3 separate regions of the Zea mays genome follow, and regions 1 and 3 are each linked to region 2. A link is a contact called in public Hi-C data. All regions are on one chromosome and are shown on one strand. Each heading gives the region's core, a stretch centred on a gene start, on an enhancer-like site or on the middle of the called end of the contact. The rest is flanking DNA. Distances are from core to core; before and after follow the strand shown.

Region 1 (3,430 bases), core at 782-3,281, 170 kb before region 2:
GGTAATCTTTGACGAAGTGCTTGGTGTCCAAGACCATCCGCGCCGCCACGGGGATCGCGCCGAAGGCGCCGGTGGTGAGCGCCTGGCTCGGCTCCTTCAGCACGTGGCGGTACAGGTGCATCAGGTCCCTCATGAGCTGCGCCCGCGTGAGCTGGAACCGGACCCTCATCTTGCCGCCGCCGTTGCTCGGCACGCCGCCCACCGCCGGGAGCACGCTGGACACGTCCTCCAGGCAGTACTCGAGCACCTTGGTCACCGGGTTCATCGCGCGTCGCACGACGTAGTTGCCGACGATGTGGTTGCCCAGGGACTTGAGCACGAAGTCGAGGAGGCCCGTGTCGCCGATGTAGGCGCGCGCCGCGTCGCGCACCTCCTGCCGCGTGACCCACCGCGCGGGCGGCTCGGTGCGGCGGAGAGCGTCCACCACGGCGCGGGCCGCCATGTCCACGCGCTTGGCCGACCACCGGCACGAGGCCTCCGACATGATGCCGCGGTAGTCCATGGCGGTGACGGAGGTCGCCGGGAGGCGCGTCCGCAGCTCGAGCATGAAGCGGAGGAGGTCGCCGAGGTTGAGCAGCTTGTGGCCGCTGATGGCCTGGTACTTGGTCACCACCACGGGGAGGTCCTGGCTGAAGCACGACAGGTGCGGCACGAGCACGCAGAGAGGTACCGACTGGAGCGCGTGCAGCGACTGCTGGTAGGACGGTAGCGCGACGCCGTAGCTGGGCCGGCCGAACCTGTAGCCCCACCGCCCGAACCACGTGTCGCCGTACGCAACGCCGTGCAGCAGCCGCAGCTCCATGTGCCCCTTCCTCGCCGTGTCGACGAGGCTCACCTTCCTTGCAATGGATAACCAAACGAAACACGAGCCGTCATGCACTCATATGATGCAGTGGCAGTGCACGGGGCACAACGAACGTGTTGCACAGTAGTTCGCGTTGCACACCTGACGTTCAGAGAGGAGCATATGCGATCCCAGAGGTCCATGATCTGCTCGCCGGCGACGAATTCGGAGCCGCCCTCGAAGCCGTGCAGGGCAACGAGGTGGCCGAAGCCGTTGAGGTGCACCACGCCGTGCAGCAGGTGGCCCCTGGAGGTCGCCGTGCCTTTGGACGGTTTCTCCGGGCTGTGGTTGATCCCGTAGTGCAGGCCGTCAGCTTCCACTGACAACTCCCTCTTGGGCAGCACGAAGTGGAACCGCTTGCTGCAGATCAGATGCCGACCCCAACCTGAAACAGAAACACCACGCGGGGGTTTCCTGGCAGAGTGAGCGCATATATCTGACAGTGGCCGAGTTGCTCGATCGTTATAGTTTTCTTTCTGCGGATCATAGTGCAGTTCGAGTCCGCTGTTCATTGTATTGGCGATAAAAAAAAATCGAATTAGTAGCAATTCTAATAGCTTTATCTAACAGTTATACTCGGCTGTCAGATGTATCATGCACGACCCCATGGTGTAACTTAGGACGTATAACTCGTGTACAGGGCACAAGGTTCAGCATCATCTATAGGATCGACAAAAGACAGTAGCAAAGCGGTGAGTACCGACGTGACGGCAGAGGTGGCACTGGCGCTGCGGCGACGTGTCGACCACTTCCTCGACGACGAAGAGCCTGACGACGGTGGGCGGGTGGCGGTGCAGCTCGAGCTGGAAAGACCAGCACTTGGTCTCGCCATGCGCGCCGGCCTCCAGGTGCGCGAGGCCGAGCAGCGCCCTGACGTTGTCCCTGAAGGCGCCCCCGCCGGCGAGCGGAGCGGGGTAGCCGGGCTGGCAGAAGGACTCGAACCGGAACAGCATCTCGCCGCGCTTCCGCCGCCGCGAGCTCCCCAGGCTGACCACCATCGTCTTATTATTGGCAGCCATGTCGCCGGACCGGACGCCGCGGAGCTGGTGGTGCAGGCGCGCGCTTTATGGCGTACAGTGTGCGAGGGAGGGTCGCCGTAGTGGTTCCATCGGCGCCTTGGTCTCACGCGGTAAGTGCCCAGGATTTAGAAAGCTTGGACGGTCTGGTGGTGGTGGAGTGTGCGCGCGTGATCACTGTGAGGCGCTGTAAACAATACGGCCCCCGACATCCTTCTAGACATATATGACGACGCTCGCAGCATGCATGGTTCCTCTGCTCTGTTCTGGAAAAAGTTTGCAACCAAAACCTCGTCTTTTTCCAGATATATGCTATCCGTGAACGCTAACGCTTCACGGTGGCGTTAGGCTAATTGTACGTGTTGGGCCTAGTCTTTCCGTTGGACAAAGGTATCGAGCTCCATGCATGCGCCGAGCAACACGCATTTGGAATTTGAAGTTATCGAAAAAAAAACATGGAAAATACGATTTTGAGACATCTCCGAGACTTGGACATTATAGCAAGCAGGCACTATGACAAAATTCACACCAGGTGATGATCATGAATGAGAGTAGTGTTTTCATATACAGGAAACAGGCAGGGTGTTACACGTAAATTCTGTGCTGTTGTGTTGTGTTGTGTTCAAGCATGACTGTAGATTGTGGCATCAGGCTGTGTCAATGAGATCTGCCTTGCCTAACCGAACGTTAGGAGGAATAGTTTAGGATAAGGGGAGCAATATTTTACAGTATTCAACCGGGGCAGAGCAGAATGCATGGTCTACAACTTCGGGCCCCGCGCGGAAGTGTGACGCCCAAGTAAATTCAGTCACAACTTCCGCGCTCACAGGGTAGGTCGCCGCCCAAATGACACTTGCGGAGCTCGTTGTTAAACATTACTGTATCATATTTTCATTGTCACGGTTAGGTTATTTTTGCTAAGCTTTACATCGATCAGGGGAGTAGCCGGTTGTGTTGTGCTCTATGACTGTCTCTGCGACCCAACGTCTTGTAACACCGCTCGTCTGTCACTTATACGCACTCACATTAGCAGTACAGTACTCCGAAGTCTGAAGCTATAACCTCGTTGTCCCGTGGAGTATTTGCACTGGAACCCGCAGAATCAGATGGTGATCTTCATGGCTAGAATGTACAATACGGTTGCTTTTAGATCAGAATGCCAGTTAGGCTAGTCCAGTAGCGATCTTACTCTGGTCCTTCACCATCAGATTCCACGTAACTTGTCCGAGTCAAACGAATCTGTTCAGCAGCAGCAGAAGAAATATAAATCAATGCAGTTAGAGACAAATAACGCGTCACCTCAGAAGACGGATGAAAATAGCATGAACTTCACCTGAGCAAATGCATAGACTGCCTGGACGATCCTAGCATAATCGGTGCCCAACATTTGAATCACAATATCAGCCAAGAGCGTCCCCCACAATCTGACCAAAGGGGTATAAATTACTAATAGGGCATGATATATCACTCCATGAAGGGATTCTGATTTATATGCTTTGTGGCCCAAGGTCAACACTAAATGTTTATGAATTAATCAAAACATCATCCAGCAATAAACAAAAAAAAACAG
Region 2 (3,357 bases), core at 60-2,559:
GACTAATTTACTATTAGCAGTAGTAGAATCTCTGTCAGCACTAGTACAATCTAAACACGTAGAACCCAGATCTGTCTTTTCTTCAAAAGACGCGCCCTGCTATACCAGTGTAGTACTACGCAGTTGCCACTATATATATAATAATAATAATAATACTGAAACTAGCACACATAATGATTCTAATAACAAATTAACAATGTGCTACCAATCCATGCATCGATCATGCGCAAATCATGGGGCGGGCCGTGACAATTACGTGACGCTAAACTCCCGCGGGCCCCACGTCTCCGATGGCAACGCATTGACAAAACAACATTGTTTAACGCTTAGCTCTACGACCTGGCTGGCTCTGTCCTCGGCCTCCGTCCGACCCCGACCCCGACCCAACCCCCCACCACGGGGTGTGTGTACTTCACGCGAGGCGCGAGGGACCAACAGGACCTAAAATCTAACAGGTCCGTCCGTCTGCATTGCAGACGACGACGAAAGCCGGTCAATTTCAGTTGAGAGAGTGGGAGCGGAGGAGGAGGGGTCGATTCAAACGGGGGCGCTCGCTCACAGTGGACGAAGGAGTCGGTGGTGGGGGTGCAGTAGTCCTCCCCCCGCTCGTGCGTGACGCAGCAGCTGGAATTGAAGGCGGCCTGCTGCTGCGCCTTGAGCGGCTCGCCCACGTCGCCGTCGTGGCAGCTCGCGTCCCAGAAGCTCTGCAAAGGACACGCCAGGGGGGTTGGTTTGGTGAGCAAGTGCTAGCTAGCACTAGCAGAGTAAATTCATAGCTCTGGCTGCTACTGCTACTGCTAATGCCAGGAGGTATGGTATGGCCATGGTCTGCTGCTTCACCCGACGCACCAGGAGAAGGTCGTCCAGCTCGCCGGGGATCGCGGCGGCCACGTCGTGCGCCGACGGCGGCAGCGCGGGCAGCGCCGGCTCCATGCCTGTGGCGACTGCAAAGCCAGGAACAACCGATCGACGGGGATCATCATCAACAATCCGGGCCAAGGAAGGTCGCGAGCGCGCATGCATGCGACACGTACAGAGCGGGAAGAGGTCGTGGACGTCGGCGGTGAGGAGCCCGAAGCAGCCGAACGGCGCCGGCGCTAGCTGCTCCCACCCGAGCACGAAGCAGTCGCCGCCGCCGCCGCCACTGCCACTGCTGCTGTAGTTGTCGAAGCAGGTGGCGGTCGTACCAGCGGCAGCCATCCCCATCATGTGGAGCGGCCACGCTTGCCTCCCCTCCATCAGCTGCACCTCCCTTTCCATGGCTCGGTGTAGCGGCAGCAGGAGAAGGACGTGAGTGAGGCAGACAGTGTGTAAAGACTGAGTGGACTGTGAGAGAGGCTGGGTGGAGACAGACAGAGCTTGGCATGCTTAAATAGCAAGGCTTTTCGCCGGGGCGTGAAAAGCAAAAGCGCGCAGCCTACTAGCATACCGGAGTAGCATGTTAAGTCCACTACTTTGACACTCTACGCGGGTTCCAACGTGGGTCGCTATCTATCGGTGACATGCTACTGCTGATCGATATGACTCCAACGACGATTGGTTTGACCAATAATCCATCGATTAATCTATCGATCGGTTGGTCTGATCGGTAAATTTATCATCAATCGATACCAAGTACTCTCTTGTATAGGCTATCGTATCGGTTGGTCTGATCGGTACCAACGCGTTAGAGTCATTATCAATCGATACCAACTGTTCAGTTGGATGGGCCGATCGATACTAACTAGCATTGATATATGACAGATCCCGTCAGTTCAGTTGGTCGGTTGTAGCGACATGGCGCATGTCCTAATTAGCCCACGTGTGCGTCACGTCAGCTAACCGTTTTGAAATGCCTAAATTCCAAAAAAATAAACAAAAATAATCTAGTCTACAAACAGAGAACGACATTTAGGTTCATTAATATCCATCACTCTTCATTTCACTCCTACCACTTCATATTTCACTCCTCTCTCTTCTTTCACACTACCAAACCACTCTCGCCATGTCTTTCTTGTCCTTCGACATTAAGATGACCAAAGACGATGTACTCCATATACTGCATCAAACTTTAATGGATGCAACAATGATGCTTGCCTCCGGGTCTTCAGAGAGAGAGAGAGAGAAAGAGAGAGAGAGAGAGAGAGGATGTAGAAGCAGAGCTACATCGACCGGGATCGTGAAGCTGGCCACAACCTGATGATGTAAGACTACTTCAACGACCTATGTGTCTACCCTCCACTCTATCTGGTTAGCTAGCTAATTTCACTAGCAATTTTCTTAGACAGCTAACCATTAGCTCTAGTGCATGGAAACATGTCCAAAAGCAAGACTCTCTTGATTAGAAATTGGCTGACGTACATATCTGTTACTGTACAGCTGTGTCACTTGTTGTCTATGCCACGCCCCGCGCGGTGTCGCTCGCTACCTGTACCGGATGTACGTACACTTTCGTTTACCTTTTGCTGGCTGGGGGCGACTTGTATGGCGCAGTCAGCTAAGATAAGCCGTGGGCCGGGTGGGGGAGAGGAGAAAAAGAAAGAAAGAAAAGATACGGGTGTGGGGCTGATCGAGTACGTAGACGAGTACAAAGTCCAAGCGAAGCAACGAAAGCAAAAGATGAGGGTGGTTGAGCGCCGGCGGGGAGCTGAGCTCTTTCCTCGTGATTCGTTATGTTCTTCCCGTGCCGCCGCTTTATTTGTTCTCCTTTTGCTTGAGTGAGATCTTCTCTCCTTTTCTTTCTTTCTTTCTTTCCTTACGGTTTGTTCGTCGTCCATTCCATGTCTCTATTGTTTTTATATATATCTCTCTCTCTCTCTCTGGCTGTCATCCCCCAGTCACACCCGATCCATCCTACAATAACCTGCTTTTGTTTTTCTCGCTGATTCCATCGTCTTGTTCCTGGGAATCACGAATCAGATGCCTGTGGCTGTGGCCGTGTCAACCATTTCGAAAACTGTCGGCAGAGGTCCGTGTGCAGTTAGCCAATTCTTTTAGCGCCGAGCCATTTCTTCTCCGGCTCAGACTCAGAACTCTCCTCAGGCTCTTGGTCTTGGCCGTTTTAAGAATGACGGTAGGCCGGACCGCGAGTCTGCTATGCTTACGCCCCGCCGCATTTTTATACGTTTCGTGTCAGTTACGGGTAGGTCAAAGCTCGCTAGCTGCAGGTAGCCACCTAGTGAGTGAGATCACTACTACTGGTCAGAGGGCGAACGGTGAAAAGGGGTGTGGGCGGGCGGACCAGCAGCTTCGTCAGCTTTTCCCCTGCCCTCTCTCGTAGTCGTAGCAGGCACAGGACCAGACATACCTGCCTCGAAAAGACGGTAAACAGTTTTTAGGGACTATATATACCCCTACATTTCTAAACATTTCTGAGTG
Region 3 (3,526 bases), core at 688-3,187, 150 kb before region 2:
CAGTTTGGTGCTGTATTCCTAGAGCCATGATCTTTCACTGTCATGGGGCCATTATTTTTTTCCTTTTTCAATTAGAGATAGGTCAACAAAAGGCCTCCTTGACTGACCTCATAACAAAACGAGCATCTGCAGCAAGATACAGGAACCTTGACTCTAATTTTGAGATGAAATGATCTCTCTCCTCGATATCATCCAAAACAACAACACCATCTGAGTTCGGTCTTCTTGCAATTGATTTTAGCAATGGGCTAAAATAGCTACGAACAAAGGAAATACAAAAACATTAATTTCGAGAAGGTTAAGCAGAGGAGCAATATGATACGAAGAGATATGACCATACTAACATTCTATGCTATTCTCCATGTAGAAAAATCAGGAAGGTGAGTAGGTCTAACTGAATAAGTGAGCAAATTTAAGCCAAATCAAGAAAAAAGAAAGAAGGACAAGACAACTGTTTTCCAAATTCTTAATATCAGACGAATAAGCACAAGAACACAAAAGAGAGGAGGAAAGCGGTTTAACATAAAAATAATATCAGGTCCTCTGTAGCCACTATGTTACATAAACTTGCAGTCCCCCATCATCTTTGTCTCATAGATGATACATTACAATGCATATAGATTTAGCAACTGAAGTTACAACTTACACATTCCTGTTGCGTACCTGCAAGCGGTAAGTCCATCCAACCCTAAATGTAGGTCATTTCTGCCTTCACAACTTTTCTTACAGTGTAGGTCATCCTAGAATTTCTTCGAATATTTTACCCTTTTCTTACATCCTTAGCCCTGCTTAATAAATACTACCATTTACAAATGAGGGATTTACTCAGTATGGTACAAATGAGGCTGAGGGGCACCAAGGTCATTCGATCTATGTTGGCACAAAGACCGCAATTCTGGCTGCCAACAATCTATTTTCTTAATCTTATTACACAGGTCTACAACGACCAGCATTTGAAACCGGAGCTAGTAGCAAAGCTGGAACAATACTTGCCAGATATATTGTACTCCCTCTGTCCCAAATTAAAATTTATTTTAGTCTTTTAATGGATTCATACAATATTAATGTATGTGTTTTGTATATATGTCTAAATTCATCACTACCCATTTGAATATAGACATAAAAACCAAGAGCTAAAACGAATACTAATTTAGGACGGAGGGAGTATTTAATCAAACATCTTTGTCACTAATGCTGAACTTTGAGACATGGAAGTTACTATTAGCTAGCACCAAATACAAACTGCAATAGGCACTGAATCTGGCACAATGGAATCACTACCCAAAGATTGCATAAGAGTGACCAACCAAAACAACCAATATCAATCTGCACTTGCTTGCTGCGTACATACCCGCTCACTTGTTTCATATGCACACCATTATTAAAATCCCATATTAACCCATCCAGTTTTGTCTTCAGAACCCAATACTATCATCCAAACCATCTGATGAACTCATATCAGAGCTTAATATGCAAAATCAGGAAGCACTCAAACCTGGTGCCGTAGAGGATCTCCTCGACCTCCATCAGTTCCTCGTCAGTAGCAAGCTCGAGCACCAGCCTCAGCTCCGGGTCAGACATGTCTTCGGACATCAGAAATACACAATTAACATCATCCAGTCAACTTTGCAACAAAGCACAAATTCGTTCGCGCCGAATACCTTCCGCCGCTGCCGCGGTTCGGGCCGAAGTTGCCGCGCTGGCAAGGAGAAGAGACCTAAGGGGGGAATGGACCCTGCAAACTCCACCGGGACGAGGAGTGGCCGCGACCGCGGGACCGCGGTGCCCGGCACTGGAACAGCAGGTTTGGGTGAAACGCCGCGTGGGTAAGCAGGCAAGTGAGAAGCGGGTGGTGAGCGTGGTGAGGAACGGGAGGGGTTTTGGTGGTACGATGGGTGACATTGCGCGCGGCAACGATCGCCGCTCACCGGTTGTAGGACGCCGCGGAGCTCAGACCCGCGACGAGGTTCCCGAATTTTTTTGTTTTTTAGCCCTTTTTTTACAAAAATTTACGTTTGGACCGCCAGAAATTTTATTTGCAAGTTTGGACCCTTTGCTCGGCGCCATAGGTTGTGGCGCCGAGGTAACACAGCTCGGCGCCATAGCCTATGGCGCCGAGCGCTGACGTGGCAACGACAGTTTGGCTAGACGTGGAGGCTGACGTGTCCCCTAGCTCGGCGCCATAGATCTTGGCGCCGAGCTAGGGGTTTCGAACCGCGTCATTCTCCTCTCGCTCATTCTGTTCTCACGCCGTGTCGCCGTCTCGCCGAGCCGCCGCACAACCGCCGCCCCACTCTGCGCGCTCCTCCCAGCCGCTCGTCGCCCCTATGAGCCGCACGCCCAATGCCGCGGCCGCCGCGGCCTCCTCCGCCGCCGCGCCAGCGCCCCACGCCGCGGGCGCCTCCGCCGTCGCGCCAAGCCGCGGCCCCCTCCACCGGTCCAAGGCCGGCGTCCCCAAGCTGCAGCCCCCTCCACCGCTCCAAGCCCGGCGTCCCCACGTCACTGCCCTTGCCGTTCTCCATCGCCGTCAAGCCCCTCGTCCCCACGGCCGACCCTCCTCCCCACGGTAATGGTTTTACTTAGTTTTTAGTAATTATTTAGCTAATTTACTTGGTATAATGTATAGATTGATAGCTATTCACTTGTTAGTATAAATAGTTAGCTAAGTATTTATTTGTTAGTATATTTATTTAGTGATTATATAGTTAGTAAATTGGTAGCATATTGTTAGTGTATTGGATGTAGGAAAGCGAGTGATTATAAAGGGTTTAGCATATACATGTAGCAATATGTTTAGCACATTGATATCACATGGTTAGCATATTGTTTATTATGCTATCGTGCAGTATTCTGTGTTGGCAACCATCGTGTTGTTGTTTCTTTCCAGGTTTTAGAAACATCACTTTATAGGGGAGGTGCTGCCGAATTTTTTATTGACAATAGTATTTTTGTACATAGGTGTTCTTCCGACATGACCTTCTCCACCGTTTGCTGGACTCGTACGAGATCTAAGGTATAAATTGTTTTCGTACATTATTCATAGATTATGTAATTTCGTTTGATGTGGTCATTTAATATTTACTATATAGTTATTAGTTAATAAGTAGTTACTATTTATTTATTATTTAGTAAGTTTTTAGGCTTAAGTACGTAGCCATTATTAAGTTAGTAATCTATTTTTGCAATAGATGGACACCTAGTGACACTATACCATGGAGGAAGCGTGGGGATAGATGCATATGGGAATGTTACTTTTGATGATATGAAGATCGTGACCATGTTGTTCGATGAAAGACCATCTTTTGACAAGATTTTCGCTCGAGCTTGTGAGGAGATTAGTTGCGACATAAACGACCCTAGAATATCAATTCAGGGTTTGTTGTCCCATATTACATGTGGAACAGTTGTCCGACGGTTGATCTCCATTGCCTCAGAAGATGACTGGGTGAGATATGTAAGAATCGTGAAGACCATGCTTCCACCATGTTTGGATGTGGTTGTTCAGCTGTTATCTGTTACTCATCGT

What was found. A called contact is a pair of places that touch in the nucleus more often than the background predicts.
Region 1: a contact with region 2 is called in a Hi-C map of root tip, with 2.5 times the contacts expected there. The contact joins the promoter of LOC103643406 here to the promoter of LOC100272692 in region 2. A contact is called at or near these places in 3 of 25 Hi-C or Micro-C datasets (ear, endosperm and root tip).
Region 3: a Hi-C map of leaf shows a contact between it and region 2, with 2.9 times the contacts expected there. The contact joins the promoter of LOC100382709 here to the promoter of LOC100272692 in region 2. A contact is called at or near these places in 6 of 25 Hi-C or Micro-C datasets (bundle sheath, ear, leaf and 2 more) and 1 of 3 datasets of contacts at active chromatin or transcription factors (leaf).

What each region holds. Positions count from the first base shown.
Region 1 is chr7:129,239,317-129,242,746 of Zm-B73-REFERENCE-NAM-5.0, reverse strand. LOC103643406 (PHD finger protein MALE STERILITY 1-like) reads right to left here and starts at 2,031. Exons shown (of 3, transcript NM_001365559.1): 1 at 1,545-2,031; 2 at 947-1,229; 3 at 1-839. The coding sequence starts at 1,863. It overlaps LOC100382709, which reads right to left. Exons shown (of 11, transcript NM_001175432.1): 10 at 3,194-3,284; 11 at 2,731-3,099. The coding sequence ends at 3,046.
Region 2 is chr7:129,065,310-129,068,666 of Zm-B73-REFERENCE-NAM-5.0, reverse strand. LOC100272692 reads right to left here and starts at 1,309. Exons shown (of 5, transcript NM_001147147.1): 1 at 1,035-1,309; 2 at 850-944; 3 at 560-704. The coding sequence starts at 1,260.
Region 3 is chr7:129,211,955-129,215,480 of Zm-B73-REFERENCE-NAM-5.0, reverse strand. It overlaps LOC100382709, which reads right to left and starts at 1,937. Exons shown (of 11, transcript NM_001175432.1): 1 at 1,662-1,937; 2 at 1,496-1,583; 3 at 108-257. The coding sequence starts at 1,902.